2 separate regions of the Mus musculus genome follow, and region 1 is linked to region 2. Evidence: chromatin contacts called from public Hi-C data. All regions are on one chromosome and are shown on one strand. The core of a region is the stretch at or near the end of the contact, and the rest is flanking DNA. Distances in the headings are between cores, read along the strand shown.

Region 1 (4,060 bases), core at 205-2,704, 97 kb before region 2:
ATCTATCTATCTATCTATCTATCTATCTATCTATCTATCTATCTATCTATATCTCTAGTCCATAAGGACCAGAATTCGGTTTTGTTTTGGTTTAGGGGGTTATGAAATTGATAATGAGTATCAGTCATGACCTTATCCATGTCCATATTCTACCAGATGCTGCTTACCAGCCTTTTTTACACCTTTCTGAAGTTTTATAAATATTTAATGCATCTCGGTCTGTGGTATTTGAGGCATAAATCCCGGTAAACATTTATTGAATGAAGTGTCTCCCTGACCCGGTGCTCCTGGGCTGCCACATTTCATTTGCAGCCTGACTGAGCACAGCTGATACATGAAAGGACCCTCAGTGGGGACCGTGAGGCAGGGGGCCAGGCCAAACGGCTGGTTTTCTGGCATAAGAGCCATTTGGGATGTCATTAAAATATATTAAATAATTCTAAGAGGTGGGAGGAAATAGACTCTCTAAAGAGAGCTCAGAAGCCTCTTAATTGAATCCCTCATGAAATAAATGCCTGTTAATGTTAAATACTGGCAAGCACTGCTACTGTCCTGAGTTCCAACTGAGGAAGTTAATGTGGTGGAAGGCTTTCCAAGGAAGGGGATAATATGTCAGCTGGAGCTACGGCCTTGCTTCTCCCTGGTGAAGAATGGAGTCAGGACTAGCTGGTTCCTAACCTGTCTTTCCTCTTACAAGTGAGTTAGAGAGAAGTTGAAGACTTGAAGTAACTTCTTCACATTGCAAAGATGCTAGCGTTGAACCTCGTGTCTGCAGGGCCTGCCGTGACAACCATTTTCTCTTTGCCATTCAGCAATAGAGACTCTGAGGTCCCCTCCTTTGATGTACAAGTAGGACCCGAGATGACCAACATTTCCCATTAACATCATGTCTTTTGTTATCCGTGGAAAAGCCTATGCTTCCAAAGGCGTGGGGCACTGTAGTAAGTCAAAAAATGTTAAGTGATTTAATGTCTCCATCTCCAAAAAAAAAAAATCTGTCAAATCTGCACATCTTTTGATATTAAAAAATTTAACACCATGCTATTTTAGTTAAAAACTTCATTTTTTTAATCTCTAATAGACCTAACATAGAAAATCTTGGTGTGAGTGGCAGAAACAGGTAGCATCTTGCTTATTTTAATATTTAATCATTTCCGCTAGCAGTTTGAAGTGAATAGACAAAGAAGCTTTTGAGTATAGCCAGGAAATTGTGGAATCCACTTTTGTTTTAGCTTTAGAGAGATATGCCTGTAGAAATTAAAATACATCAACTATTCTATCAGTGATGACCCATTTGGAGACCTTCCTTATGAACCATTAGTTCTTGAACTGGGATATGTATCACGGCACAGGCTCAAAGCCATAGTAAGGCAGCCGAACACTAGAACAGCAAGGCTCCTGGCCACAGGCTCTGCTTTCAGAGTGACATGATTGCAAGGTCTGTCAGCTCATCGTGGACAAAGCTCTTTAGATTAGGCTGGTGACGAGCCACAGTGGTTCCTTTGAGAGCTTGTTCTACCACATCTTTGGCTGACAAGGGAGGCCATCAATGGGAAAAGTGAGGCTTTGGTTGAAGAACCATAAACTCCATTGCACATGAATTCCTGGGCCAGATTTTTTTCCCCTGTGTATTTTTGGCAAATTTATCCCACCACCCAAATCAAGAAAGGGGTGGGAGTATGGAAAATATTGCAATGACAAATTAGTAGAGTCATTACATGTGATTCTGGTTGCTATAACAACCACCATTATAACACTCACAGCAGTTTTGCTACCGTGTAAGGGGACCTAAAATTAGAAACTATGTGTCTTGTCTATACAATAACACAATCTTTAATTATTTAATTAGCTTAGCATAGGATTAAAGCATTTAACACTCTGTTCTAGATTGTATAATTGTCTCTGTCTCTGTGTGTGCATGTGTGTGTGTGCATGACCATGTGTGCCTGTGTTCATGTGGGTACATGTCTGTAAGCTGATGCATGTGGCCTGTGTGCAAGTGCATGTGAAGCCCAAAGGTCACCTCACATTGTAGTTCTTCAGGATCCATCCACCTTTGTCTTTTTGAGACAGGGTCCCTCAGTGACCTGGAGCTACTAAATAGGCTGGGTTGGCTAGACAGTGAGCCCCAGGAATCTGTTTGTCTCCACCTCTGCAGTTGTGGAATGGCAGTTCACCATAAACTAGAGTTTCCTGGGAGGAAGGACCCTCAGGTGGAGAACTGCCTTGGTCAGATTGATCTGTGAGCATGTCCGTGGGAAGTTCTCTTGATTGCTAATTGAGCCCGCTGTGGTTTATGCATCTTTGGCGGGTGGGTCCGGGCTGGGGAAGAAAGCTAGCCGAACAGATGCTAATTTCAGTTCCTGCCCAAGCTCCAGCGATGGCTTCCCTCAGTGATGAATTGTGACCTGCCAATAGAAGATGAAAGAAATCTTTTTCCTGCCCACGTTTCTTCTGGTCAGAGTGGTTTCTCACAGCAACAGAAAAGCAAACATGGATTTTAGGGATCAAAAACAGGCCACAAGGCTTGTGCAGCCAGCATGTTACTGACTGAGCCACCTTCCCAGTCCTTAAATGGTTCCGTTTATAACTGAAATTTTAGGGCAAAAGCTTGGGATCCTGGATCCCCAGAGAGCTAGGCTTAGCCACATGTCCCACGAGTTAAAGATGTATGAAAAAGAGCGAAGCAGAGTGAGACTTGGTCCATGCAGCCACTTTATCAAGAGGAACAGATAAAAGCATCCAGTGACCACCATACCCATAACTGGGTACTGACTTGAACTTTGGGTTCAATGATAAGAACTGGACCAAGGGGTAAGCAATGTGTATACTCAACCAGGCTGGGTCAAGGTGTGGTACCATCCACCATTGTCTCAGCTTCAGTTCTCCCAGGGAGTTGGAAGAAGTTCTTTCCAGGCGTTCTCATGGGCTGGTTGTCTCCATTAGGGTGTAGTCTCAGCACCAGATGGTTGCTTCATCTGAGTGCCCGAAGGGGCAAGGTATCGTAGAAAATGGAGTAAGGTCGATTGCCCTGCTGTCACCCAAGTAAAGGAGGTGGACGGAGACGTTAGATTTTTGTTCTGATTTTAGGCCACCTGTAGTCCTAAGTGAGGAGTGAGAGGGTTTCTGTAAAAGCTGTTCATAAGCTGCTCTCCATGGACATCCATCTTTCCTGATTGCCGCAGCCATTCTCACCTGTTCACACTGTATTTAGGGAGCCTGTGATCTGAGAAGGCAGCGGATTAGCATTAAAGCCAGAAACAGCAGCATCTCCTCTCCAACAGGCGCCTTTCATCTGGGTGAGAGTAGGGAATGAAGGACCACTCCAGAACTCACTTTGTCGCCCTGGTCAGGTGGCCAGCCGCATTTCTGAGCTTCTCTTGTTATTACTCCTACAACTCTCTTATTCTGTGGATGTCTGAACTCAGGAATGACAGGCACAGAGCAAGCATCTGCAAGGACATCCCCCAGATGCCTGCTAAAGGGTCCAGGTTCCTGTGTCCCACAGCACAGAATTAGATCAGGAACATATGGTAGAAGCATAGAAGTAGAAGTATAGAAAGAGAAAGCACCTCCAAGAATGGGAACAGGCTAGTGAACTGAGGGTAAAACCCCCAAAGTATTGGGCATGACCCTTTATTTATAGAGCACCTGCCTTTCCCAGGGTTACACAACATGGGTCTTTTCTCTGCCAACTTGCTTCTTTCATATGTTAATTTTGATGCCCCCCTCCCCCCAGTGTAGTTTGCATCTGGTGGTATCAACCTTTTACTCCACCAGGGACATTTGGAATACAGGGGTTTGGGGATTAACTCAGAACAAATCAGCCATTAATGGTGTGAATATGTTAAGGTATTAACAACACTTGGGAAATTTTTACAATATGGAAGACAAATGTGTTTGTTGTGATAAAGAATAAAAACGTTCTCGATTCATCTCCTCTCAATAAGTCCCTGGGAGAAACAGTTTCTAATCTTGACACTACAGTCTCAGTTAATAATAATTACAGAGCAGGATTGTTTGGCTAGGACACTGCATGGTCTAGTGTGGATAATGAAGG
Region 2 (4,092 bases), core at 1,074-3,573:
TGGGTGGCATGGCCAATGTGAAAAGAACCAGGGATGTTTCGCTCAGCCTTTGAGGGCAACACTTGCTCTCTTATCTGTCCTGGTGATGTAACTCCTACGGCTGGAGATGTTTGCTAAGTCCCGCAATGCTCTACGCAGACTACAATGGATCCAGTCATGTGGCTCCTGGGATGGTTGGAAAACAAATCATATAACATCCTGAGGGTTGGAAAGATGGGGGACTCAGCCACATCTTAGGAACAAATCACTATCACCTTGACTAGTGTATAAAAGTCTTGAAATTTACTCTCCCTGCAATGTGTGTAGGTCTCCTACATGAAAGATTGCAAAGAAACACAAAGTTGAGGTGATTTGCTTTGTTTATATTGGATGTATTGTTTTTACATGATTATGAAAATTATGAGAATATTGACTTTTTAAAAAAGTAGTGGCGCATGCCTTTAATCCCAGCACTCGGGAGGCAGAGGCAGGCAGATTTCTGAGTTCAAGGCCAGCCTGGTCTACAAAGTGAGTTCCAGGACAGCCAGGGCTATACAGAGAAACCCTGTCCCAAAAAACCCAAAACAAACAAACAAACAAACAACAACAACAAAACAAAAAAATCAGAAAACAAAAAACACACACAAATAAGTAATTTGCAGGGGCTGGAGAGATGGCTCAGCAGTTAAGAGGACCTGAGTTCAACTACTAGCATCTACATGGTGACTCACAACCATCTATAATGGGACATGATGTCCCCTCTGGCACACAGTGTATGCAGAGAGAGCACTCAGACAAAAAATAAATAAATAAATAAATCTGTTTTTTAAAAAGTAATTTGCATATTGGCGATTTCTATAGATCTTTAAGTGCATGCTAACCTTGTTTTCTACTATCTAGTAGTTTTTGGATGTTATACAAGCTCACAACCCATTAAAAACTTGGAAACTATGCTAGGCATAAGTGGTACATACCTGGAATGCCAGGACTTGCAAGACTGAGGCAGGAGGATTACTGACAGTTTAAGGCCAGCCTTGGTTACACATTGTTCTAGGCCAGCCTGGGCTACAGCATGAGACCCGGTCTCAAAAACAGGCAACTCAAACAATGAAAGACATAAAAACAATAAAAATTATTAACAATATATAAAACCATTTTAGTAGGTCCTTAGTAAGTTGTCTAGTGGAGCACTTCAATGTATTGTCTATAGATTTCAGATAGAAGTTTTTTTGTTATTGTTGTTTGTTTTTGTTTTTGTTTTTCTAGACAGGTTTTCTCTATGTAGCTCAGGCTGTCCTAGAACTCGATTTATAGACCAGGCTGGCCTTGAACTCACAGAGATCTGTCTATCTTTGCCTCCTGAGAGCTGGGATTGGAGATGTGTGCTACTACATTCGGGCTCAGTTCTAGATAGAATTTTATATCACATAAAAAAACATGATTATAAATAACTTATGAGATTGTATATTTATATACAGCTAAATTGCATATTTATATATAGCTAAATTATAATTTATATAATTGTATATTTATATATAGCTAAAACTAAGACAAATTATAGACAATCAGATAAGTTGTTATTCTTATTACATTTTTATTTCACTACTGTGTGGAGAAGTCAGAAAGAGGCAGACACGTACCACAGTGTGCCTGTGGAGGTAGAGGGCAGTTTTGTGAGTCATTTCTCTCCTTCCATCTTGATGTGGGCCCTGGAGTTGAGCATAGATTGTCAGACTGGGCAGCAATTGCCTTTACCCACTGAGCCATCTCTCCAGCTCTAGTTACCGCCTTAGCATTAGAGAACCATAAAAGTAAAAGCAGAGCCAGAGACATCAGACCCAACAGCTGCAGAAAGCTGGGAAAGAGGCTAAAAGCTCTGGAAGTAAGAAGCAAGGTGAAGAGCAAATGAGACTGTAAAACCAGGGAAAGGTGGAGACTAGAGCAGCGAAGCCCTTAGGAGGGAACAGGCAAGGTCAAGGAGAAGAAAGAAACATTTATGCCCTAATTAGCCAGCAATTTGTTATAAAACAGCCTTGCCACCTGCAGAGCAGAATTTAACAATTTCTTTTTGGCATAAACCATCAAGGCAGCCAAAATAGAGCAGGCTGCCAGCCAGGTCTCTCCAGCTCAGGCTGCAGTGGCCACTAGGCATTAGAGTGAGAGGAGAACGCGTTCTCAGAAAGAAAGGCAGAGCAAGTGGAGGGTCCACCGTAAGCTTAGGAGTGATAGATATTGTGAGCTTTGTTTTATTTGCTTGTCTGAGACAGGTCTCTATGTAGCCCAGGCTGTCCTCAAACTAGTGTCACCCTCCTTAGTGCTGAGGCGATTATCATCATGTCTGGTAAAAAACAAACAAACAAACAAACAAACAAACAAAAACATTGGTTTGAGATAAGGTCTCACGTAGCTCCAGCTGGCCTCAAACTCACCATGTAGCCAAAGATGACCTTGAACTTAGCATTTACCTGCTTCTACCTCCTGATTCCTGGGGTTGTATAGGTGTATGCCACCAGGTCCAGTGGGTGTGGTGTTGAGGCAGGGCCCTGTGGTTTCGTCTGTGCTAGGTAAGCACTCTGAAACAGCTGAGTCTTTTAAAAGCAACAAATCCATTTGGCCTTTGGCTTAGCCGTATGTCATCTTTTTTGTTTGTTTGTTTTTTTCTGAGACAGGGTTTCTCTGTATAGCCCTGGCTGTCCTGGAACTCACTTGCAGACCAGGCTGTCCTTGAACCCAGAAATCTGCCTGCCTCTGCCTCCCAAGGGCTGGGATTAAAGGCGTGCGCCACCACCGCCCGGCAGCTGTCTGGTATCTTAACCTGAGTACTCTACTGCCACATGAAACTTCTGTGGGAAGTCCTGCTTTTTAACTGTGGGATTCACTGCTGTTCTGGTCTGGAATCTCCAGTGGTGTGTCTAAGTTACTATTTACACCTTTCTGCACAATTCCTGTTCAGACTTGCTCTCTGGCCTTTCCAAAGGACAGTGCCATTCAACAGTGTAGTTAGCTCATAGCCTGCCGCCGCTGCTGCTGCTGCTGCTGCTGAAGGTGTCTGTAGCTCTCTCTCAATTTCCAGGCTTAGGTCAAAAATCACGTTATTTGATTATTTACCCGTATTCCTGTTAACCCTTGACCAGAACAAGTCTAATCCTCACCCCTGTGGGTTGTCCTGTTCAACCCACAGTCTTTGCATCTTTCGTAGATATTTTTCTGGACACTGGATGAACATTACAGGGAGAAGGCATGTTAACTATTCTCTGTGCCTCCGTGCTCTGAAAGACTACATCCCATGGTTCTCCAGTGGAGATGTTGCTTTTTTTTTTTTTTTTTTTTTTTTTGGTTTCTCTTAATCCTCACTGTGCTCTGTCCCTGCCGGAGGAGGCTGATAAGTTTTCCCTTGTACCTGCTGACATCTAGTCTTCCAGTGCCCGGCATGGCAGTGCAGTGACCTGCAAGCCCTCCTGAGACAGGTCTGAGTGATGCTCTAAGCACTGAAGATGTTCTTGTCCTCCTTCACTCAAGGAACTATCCCACCTTAGAATTCTTCCTGCCACTTTCGACTGCGCGTGGGGAGGCTTAGTTTCAATCTAAATAAAAACATACTTTTAATCTGGTTGTGGTCCAACTTGAAAGCAACACATTGCATGGGAGAGGCTCTACCGGTTCTCCCCGTTAGTCTTACCAGTTTTGAAGTCAATCAGTAAAACATGGCTTCCACCCCAAAACCCTAGACTATACCACAACCCTACCCAGCAACCCTATGCAGCTTTCCTGACTGCATTTGATGCTTGCTGTTGAACTTAACTGGCCTTTGAAAGCCCCTAAGCACTCATTTATGGCCTATGCCATTATAGCCCATTGGCCTGGTCTTTTCAGCTCTAAGAGATAAGCCCTTTGAAACATGTTTAGTGTCTTGGTGAATCCTTACTACTTGTTGTCACATTACATTTGGATGACAGTCACAGCAAGGAATAAAAGAGGCTCTCACACCCCAGAAAGGTGATAAGCCCAGAAAGTCAAGTTAGATTTATGTAGACTGAAGTAACCGGATAGGGCCTAAGAAGAAGCCTAGGTTCACTTTAAGATGAGATGACAACTAACCTGGAGTGCTGAATA

What was found. Hi-C and Micro-C count contacts between places; a contact is called where the count stands out from the background.
Region 1: a Hi-C map of cerebellar granule neurons shows a contact between it and region 2, with 2.4 times the contacts expected there. The contact joins two enhancer-like sites. A contact is called at or near these places in 15 of 484 Hi-C or Micro-C datasets (the BV-2 cell line, the C2C12 cell line, the G1E-ER4 cell line and 10 more).

Annotation. Positions count from the first base shown.
Region 1 is chr3:127,300,630-127,304,689 of GRCm38.p6, reverse strand. The region is part of intron 1 of Ank2 (ankyrin 2, brain); the gene reads left to right. Among named protein-coding and RNA genes, the nearest start is that of Gm52631, 84 kb to the left of the region's middle. Within about 2 kb of position 1,454, at least 19 of the 459 cell types and tissues checked have an H3K27ac peak or open chromatin away from gene starts, as enhancers often do. A contact at or near this core is called in cerebellar granule neurons, where this site is marked.
Region 2 is chr3:127,204,067-127,208,158 of GRCm38.p6, reverse strand. All of the region lies in intron 1 of Ank2 (ankyrin 2, brain), which reads left to right. Among named protein-coding and RNA genes, the nearest start is that of Gm16958, 45 kb to the right of the region's middle. Within about 2 kb of position 2,323, at least 10 of the 459 cell types and tissues checked have an H3K27ac peak or open chromatin away from gene starts, as enhancers often do. A contact at or near this core is called in cerebellar granule neurons, where this site is marked.